2 separate regions of the Zea mays genome follow, and region 1 is linked to region 2. A link is a contact called in public Hi-C data. All regions are on one chromosome and are shown on one strand. Each heading gives the region's core, a stretch centred on a gene start, on an enhancer-like site or on the middle of the called end of the contact. The rest is flanking DNA. Distances are from core to core; before and after follow the strand shown. Region 1 holds the start of LOC541705 (pyruvate dehydrogenase 2). Region 2 has its middle 11 kb from the start of LOC103643023.

Region 1 (3,867 bases), core at 334-2,833, 110 kb before region 2:
AAAAGAGTGGCTGTGTAAAACTTCCCGGCAAATGTCAAGGTCATGACATAGTATATCTGAAGAGAACCAAGCCACCTAGAAGAACGAATAGGGGGTGTTTGATTTTAGAAATCAATACATCCAAAGACAAGTCTATTCCTCAAATTTGGTGGGATAACCTTATTTCTCATGTTAGTACTAGCTAGCTAACTATGATGAATGAAGTAGTAATGGATCAACTTATTCCATTCCACAAACCAAACAAAAAAATGTGAAGTGAGAAAATGATGAACTAGCTTATTTCTCAAACCAAACACCCTATAACTGTACCAACTATCCCTGAGATCTCGAGTTATAATCCAGACAATCAGAGATCACACTGGATAAACCACTGAATCACCAAAATCAACTCATTACACTACTGCCAGTTCAGTTATTTCAAAGTTGGTTAACTTTTTTTCAGGTACGAAGCATCCACCACCTGGTACCTGGCATCTAGTCAGCATACACTGTTCGCTCACCCAGCATACACTGTTCACTCCCCCAGCATAGGTAGAGTACGGAGTACCGCACCATACAGTCCCCGTCTAACGTCAGGTGCTCTTCACACACGTAAACAGTATCACCAGTGCACAACCCATAATGTACACAAATGCAGTTTGTTTGCCAACGCAAGCAAATTAATCATCTACTATCAGTCTGATAGACAACTGCCCTACGACCCAACCACTTAGATTCCCCTCACCTACCCGCTTCCCTGTACAGCTACTGCCATCCATCTGTTTCCGATCAAGGTCGACAACGAGCACCGGTCACCATCAACCAGTATCCACCACCATTTAAATCTATCTCAGAAAAGGAAAGAAAAAAAGGTTTCGAAAATCTAGTCGCGAGGAGAGAATTTCGCAGTCGCAGGAAAAGTAAAGCATCTAACAGCACAATCGGCGAGGCGCGACACGGGTCGCAGCGAAGAGCCAATCTACCGGAGCGCTGGCAAACGTATTGGCGGCGGCGGGAAAGGCCGGGAGCCGGCAACGAAACGGTCCCCGTATTCGGCGACACGGCACACGCGACGCGACGCGACGCGCGGAAGTCGCGAGGAGAGAGTAGCGCTCACCTCCTTGGCCGCGGCGGAGTAGGTCCTGGCGGGAGCGGCGGCGGGGCGGAGGGCCTGCGCCAGCTGGGCGAGCACCTGCGGGGAGAGAAACGGGTCACGGTGAGAGCGAAGCGAGGGCGGGGAGCCCGGTGGCGGGAGAGCACTGACGCATCCGGATCCGAGCCGCCTCCGCGCGACGCCCAGCATCTCCGACGCGATCGGCTGGGGGTTGGAGGTTGGTTGGCGACGGGGAGGAGGGAGGGGAGGCCTGGGACTGTGAGATGAATGAGGGGAAATTATAATATGATGATAGGCGTTGCTCGATTTGGCTTAGCGTGGTGTGTATCTGTGATGTGTCTGGGAGCCCCCGATCGCCAGACGGGATCGAGGGGGATGCGGCGGCGGCGGCGGCGGGGTAGGTGGGTCGTGTGGGAGTCGCTCTCGGCGACTTGGGTTGCTCTTCTGGAGGCGAGCGGCCGTCTCTGCCGGGAGCCGGGAATGGTTAGGCCCTGTTCGGTTAGCAGTGGATTGAGGGGGATTAGTGTCTATATAAATTTAGGTCTTGTTCGTTTACGTCGGATAACAACCTGAATCGTTCTAGCTAATCAAAGTTTATATAAATTAGAAAAGCAATCCGGTTAGGATCCGTTCCGACCCATCAATCCGGTACAAACGAACAAGGTCTTAAACCCCTTCAAACCGAACAAGTTTATGGGGGTTGGGCACGCACGGGAGCCGGGAGCCAGGATGCGCACGCAGCTGGTCGGTCTGGCCTGATGAACTACCGGTTGAAAAAAAAACGTAAACAAAATTTAGAAATGGGGAAAATATGAATTCTCTCTCTCTTTTTTTCTAAACTACCTACGCAGGAATATAAAGTGTGTGGCGGGACGAATACATTCATACTTATTTTTTACAAAAAATGTAGTAATCGTCAATACGAGACAGAAAACCTAGTTGCAGGTTGCCGTCATCCTTTATTTTGGCTCATTGGCTGAGATGACATGACGTCTCCTGGCCCTGGTGCACAAATCGGAGGGACAGGAACGTCGATGGGGACCGGGCATCTGGCCAGCGCCGCGGCCGAAGGCCACCAGCCAAGCCAGCTGCCCCCCGTCCGTTGGGGGCGTGCAGGGGCCGCCGGAGCGACGGAGCGTTGGCGTGCGCGCGTCCATCCTTCACCGTTCGGACTGCGACGTCGGCGAACCGTTCGGCACCTGGCGGCGCTTTGCATTGCTGCTCGGTAGACTGTTCTACAGCCGCTGCCGCGGGCTGTTTCTCACGAAACACTGTTACTAACTTACTGTATGTCTTATCTGCACCAGCTGCGGTCAGCGAATATTGGGACCAGATAGGTTTCAACTTTCAGAGGTGTATTTGCTTGGTTTACAGCAGAAGCAGTGGCCGTGTATTTGCTTGAGAGACGTCAAGAGCAGAAGAGCTGAATATTGGAGCGCAGCGGCGGAGCCAGACCGATTGTTCTATTCATCCAATCAAATGGATGCACACTATTTTTTACTAGTAATTGGCTTTTCGACAAAGTTGGTGTCGAAAATGTCTCTCAAAGGAATACTTTTGACATTCAAAAAATTGTGTACGTACTTTCTAACTATAATCCAAAAATGGCAGAAAACCAGGTTTGAAAACTATCTTTATAAAATTTAGAGAATTCTAAAACAGTCGTTGGGCACAACTATATCTCAGAAAGCTCAATCCAAATTCACGTATCCTTCTATTTCTTTCTCTTCCATTTTTTTGCCCAGTCCTCTTTTTTTTTCGGACCAAAAATTGACGAAGCCCACCAACCTCCTCGCTCGGCCTTTTAAGCCCACGTAGACCAGCCCACTTGCGCCTCCTTTCCTCTCCCTCTTACAGCCAGCCGGTGCAAGGCCTCTTAGGGTAAAGCCCGGGCACGAGCCCAGATTAACTGGCCTTCGGGTCCGGCACTGTTGGACTTGGAGCGGACCTTCTTTTATCGCGTCCACGCCCGTAGAAGTAGGCCTCCAGTTATTTTTTTTTTAGAAAATTCGGTTCCCAGAAAAATTAGAACGGATATGCATTAAGGCCAAGCAAGATCGAAAAAATCAAAAATACAACAAAACAACATAATTTTAGAGTTTATCAAAAGTGTGTAATGGCTAGATGGAGGGTTGGGGTTGGTGATACATGGATTGATTTGGAGAGGTTGTGTGCTTATTAATATTGTATTTGAGACGGCTATATTAAGATATATGCATAAAACTCTATTGGTCTTTTGGGCTTCTATTATATTTCGGTTCTTTCGAATTTCCGTGGTCTAGAACCGAAATTAACTCGGTTATTTCTGTTTTCTAAAACTTGGAACCAAAATTACTAACGGTTATTCGGTTCTTCGGTTTTGATTTATTTTGCTTAGGCCTAGACATGAAGATGAAAGCCGAAGAAACACGTTCTAATCAACGATGGCCAGGCCATGCGAGCCGTGTGCTCGCACAGGGCGTCAAAAAATTGAGGGCTAAAAATCAACTGATTTATTGTAGTTTTATAATTTTCTATAACATATGTTAATGCACAGCAACTACTTTCCTCTCTACCATGTCGCTGCGCTGAAGCAGAACTACCGAGTGTCGCACCAAAGAATAAATCCTCATAGGATCCTAACATATGTCTGCCTGTGTGAACGAAGTTTTTCTAAGTTAAAGCTACTAAATCTTATATTTGTGTTATACTATGATACAACAAAGGTATGTTTTTTAGCCATAATAGCACTAGAGAGTGAAGTTTTGGAGAAGACTAAATATAAGCATATTGTA
Region 2 (3,846 bases), core at 798-3,297:
TATAAAAGTGTTCCTTTTCATTGTGAAAGACTAACATATTCCATGCATTACAACAATTAATATCTGTACTCTGAAACAAATCTTGCACTTGAGCTGAATATGACACTTGCATTACAATCCTATGACAAGTACTACCGGTCTGCGATGAATATATGATCCTAGAACACGAGCACTAGGTCCATCTACTCTGGAAAGATCTTGACTCACAGTAACAATCCTCTATGAGTAGTAGCAGTATTCGTTTTTGTTTCCAGCTTGTCTGCTTCTTTTGCTTCTGCTTCCCCGTGGCCGGCCCTCGCAAACGATCAATCGGTCACTTAATTTGGGCCCCCCCTTCCTCTCCAGACCCCACCTCCAGCAGCCGTGCTGTACGCCAGTATAAAACTCCGCTGTTGCAGAGGCTCGAAAGGGAGAATAATGATCCCACGCTCAACGGTAGGCTCAACCAGAGTGACACCAAAGAATTGCAGAGCTTCTACCAGCTCTACTACAAGAAGTACATTCAGGCGCTTCAAAAAGTTGCTGGTAAAGCCGACAGGTCTGCCTCTTCCTCCTTTATTCTATTGCTATATGATTCACCTATTAGGCGTTCCATATATATATATATATATATATATATATATATATATATATATATATATATATATATATATATATATATATATATATAAATAACCATAAAATCATTACTGAACCAATTGATCAATGCATCCCCAGGGTTCGGCTCACCAAAGCCTATCAAACTGCCGCCGTGCTCTTTGAGGTCCTCAACAAAGCCATCAGTGTCTCCTGGAATATCAAAGCCGACCAACAAGCATCGCTACCACCTTTCTTGCTGGAGTACCAATTTTTCTCAAGATTGACTACATTTGTAGAAAATGTTTGCGAGACTTAAAAATCAATATATACTATTCCTAAAGACAAAATCAAATACTTTATATGGACTTGTTCAGGACAGCTGAAATGAGTAGATATGTTAGGAACTGATCAGTGATAACTGCTGACAAGGGAGACCATAAAAGTTCTTTATAAGCCTAATGGAGCCTATGCATTATATGCTAGCATCTTTCTAGAAATGAGTAATGCAACTTAGCAGTTCCAACTCCAAATACCAGCATTTAACCCAATAATAGAGTCAATCTAGGTGTGTGTTTAACTGCCAGGAACTAGCAAAACTTTAAACTGATGACACACCACAGCCACAGGTTCGAATGTTGGATGATTGATTAAACACATATACAAACCATAAGCGATGTGCACTGTCACACATTAGCATTTATCGAAAAACTACCCTGCAAAAAAAATAAGTATTTGTTCAAAACAGAACACGACTTGGGAGATCTCACCACTGCCAAAGCCACCTCCCTGGGAGTGGGAGGCACTTCCAAAACCACCACCAGATGAAGCTGCACCAGGCAAAACCACCACTTTTGGAAGCAAGAGCAGCAAAACCTCCACCAGTAGCAGCGGCGGCAAAACCAACACCTGCAGAAGCAGTTGGTGTGGTGCTGAAAAGCCCCCACCTGATACAACACCAGCAAATCCAGCATTACCTGAAGATAAATAAGTAAAGCAACCAGATGTAGGGAAAACGTTTTTTTTATCATCCATTAACGGCTGGACAGACTGAGCGTCTTAACCAATGTGTCGAAGTCTTGTTGGGCTGCTGCATCGTTCATTCACGCCAACACCAGTGGAGTAAGTGAACCTTCATCACAGAATTTTGGTACAATACCATTACACACACACACTCAACGTTGAGCAAATCTGCATATATTTGAGGTGCTCTATGTATACTTTCCCTCGGCAGCTGGACACTGCAAATCTGCAGGTGTGTTCTGTCCCAAGATCTGGAACAGTGGCTGATGAAGCGCGAGTGTTACTGTCTGTCTCAGTTGATTCAAACAACAGCTAGGACCGCTCTGAATTAGAGATTCAGGATGGCAATTCAATGTTTCTCAAACTAGTCCTATTCGGCCCGGCCCGGCCCGGTCGACACGCCGTTTGCATTAGCCTAGTGATGGGCTGTTGGGTTTATTTGCACGTAGGCTGTATTTGCAGCCCGACGATCCTGTCATCCGGTCGTCAACAACACATGATGGCCCATGCTCACTGCCCGTCCGCAGACGAAGACAGGGAGGGTATCAAGTCTTAATAATAGAGCGATATGATTACCACACAGCTAATCATCCTGTTCCTCCCTCTCCGTACTACAACGCACGTACGTGGGCCCGGCATGCGCTGCTAGCTATAGGTCTCATGAGCTTCTATATATATATAGGTAATATTGTAATGTAATCATCGTTGCTAGCTGTACTGGGAAGACGACGAGCTAGACGTCTCACCGGCGCTACCTGTCGGACGCACGAAACCAAACCGCGCATGCATGCATCGCCCAGCACAGCCACTGGAGAGTAATCCGGTCCCCCATAATCTCTACGGGCTCCATAAATAATTTCTCCAGGGGATCTCGTCGTGAAATGAGAATGAATGACCAGCGGAGTGAGAGACAGCACTGACGATGATAATTAGGGATGAAAACAGGACGGATACAGTCGGATACAGGGTCATTCCGTATCCTACCCTAATGTATTTCTCTCGGATACGGGACCGGATACGGGTAGTTAAGATTCGGGACGGATACAGAACGGGATCGGGTAATAATCCGGACGGGTAAGAAACGAATAACAGATACTACTCGGGTAGATACCGGATAATTGTCGGGTAGTTCGCTTCATCCGATGATATTAATTGACCAACCATCCATAAGTTAAGCAATACATAATCATGTATATGATAGATCAGATGTAAGAAAGGAAACCAGTAAAATTGACATCATGCAGTTCAAAGTTGCTTATCATAAGGACATTGTAGAACCAACACCGCAATATTTAAAATTCATAAATATTCTAGTTTTACTAAAAAATTGCAAATAAGTTACAAAAACTAATAAACATTTTTGAAAGGGAAATAGACTTTAAACCTTTTCCTAACTGATTTTGGTGGTTCAAATGCCACACACAAATAATTGGACTAACTAGTTTGCTCTAGAGTATATGTTCTACAGGTGCCAAAGGTTCAACTCAAAACCAATACAAAGATTAAAAAGGGTTCAAGAAGAAAGGAGCAAAGGAAACCGAAGTGCTCCCTGGTCTGGCGCACCGGACTGTCCGGTGCACCACCGGACAGTGTCCGGTGCACCAGGGAAGATCGACTTCAAACTCTTCACCTTCGGGTTTCCCAGGCGCACCTCCGCTATAATTCACCGGACTGTCTGGTGTGCCACCGGGCTGTCCGATGCGCCAGCGGAGCAACGGTCATCTGCGCGCAACGGTCGACTCTGCAAAGCAAACAATGCAAATCAGATGTCAGAGCAGACGGTCAGAGGGGCACCGGACTGTCCGGTGCCACATGAGGATAGAGCCTCCAACGGTCGACCAGCTCCAAGCCCTAATGGGAAGATGACGTGGCAGCTCACCGGACACTGTCCGGTGGCGCACCGGACACTGTCCGGTGGCGCACTGGACTGTCCGGTGCGCCCATCGCCAGCAGCCTTCTTCAACGGCTACATTTTGGATGGTGGCTATAAATACCACCCCAACCGGCCACTTCAAGGTGTGGGAGCCCAAGCAACATTCCAAGTCATCTAGTTGACATACTCAAGCCCTCCCAACCACTTCTATTCATTGATCCATCCTATACACAAGATCTAGACCACTACAACCAACACAAGTGCCACAAAAGATAGAGCAAGCAAGAGAGAGCTATTCATTTGAGTTTAGCACTAGTGCCTTGTGAGATTCATTGAGAGATAGTGTGTGCTACTTCTTTGTGTTCATTTGCGCG

Evidence for each region. A called contact is a pair of places that touch in the nucleus more often than the background predicts.
Region 1: a Hi-C map of leaf shows a contact between it and region 2, with 8 times the contacts expected there. The contact joins the promoter of LOC541705 here to the enhancer-like site in region 2. A contact is called at or near these places in 6 of 25 Hi-C or Micro-C datasets (bundle sheath, ear, leaf and 1 more).

What each region holds. Positions count from the first base shown.
Region 1 is chr1:199,724,568-199,728,434 of Zm-B73-REFERENCE-NAM-5.0, reverse strand. LOC541705 (pyruvate dehydrogenase 2) reads right to left here and starts at 1,583. Exons shown (of 14, transcript NM_001111444.2): 1 at 1,244-1,583; 2 at 1,097-1,171. The coding sequence starts at 1,282.
Region 2 is chr1:199,619,277-199,623,122 of Zm-B73-REFERENCE-NAM-5.0, reverse strand. No RefSeq gene overlaps it. Among protein-coding and RNA genes, the nearest start is that of LOC103643023, 11 kb to the right of the region's middle. Within about 2 kb of position 2,047, at least 15 of the 20 cell types and tissues checked have an H3K27ac peak or open chromatin away from gene starts, as enhancers often do. A contact at or near this core is called in bundle sheath, ear, leaf and 1 more, where this site is marked.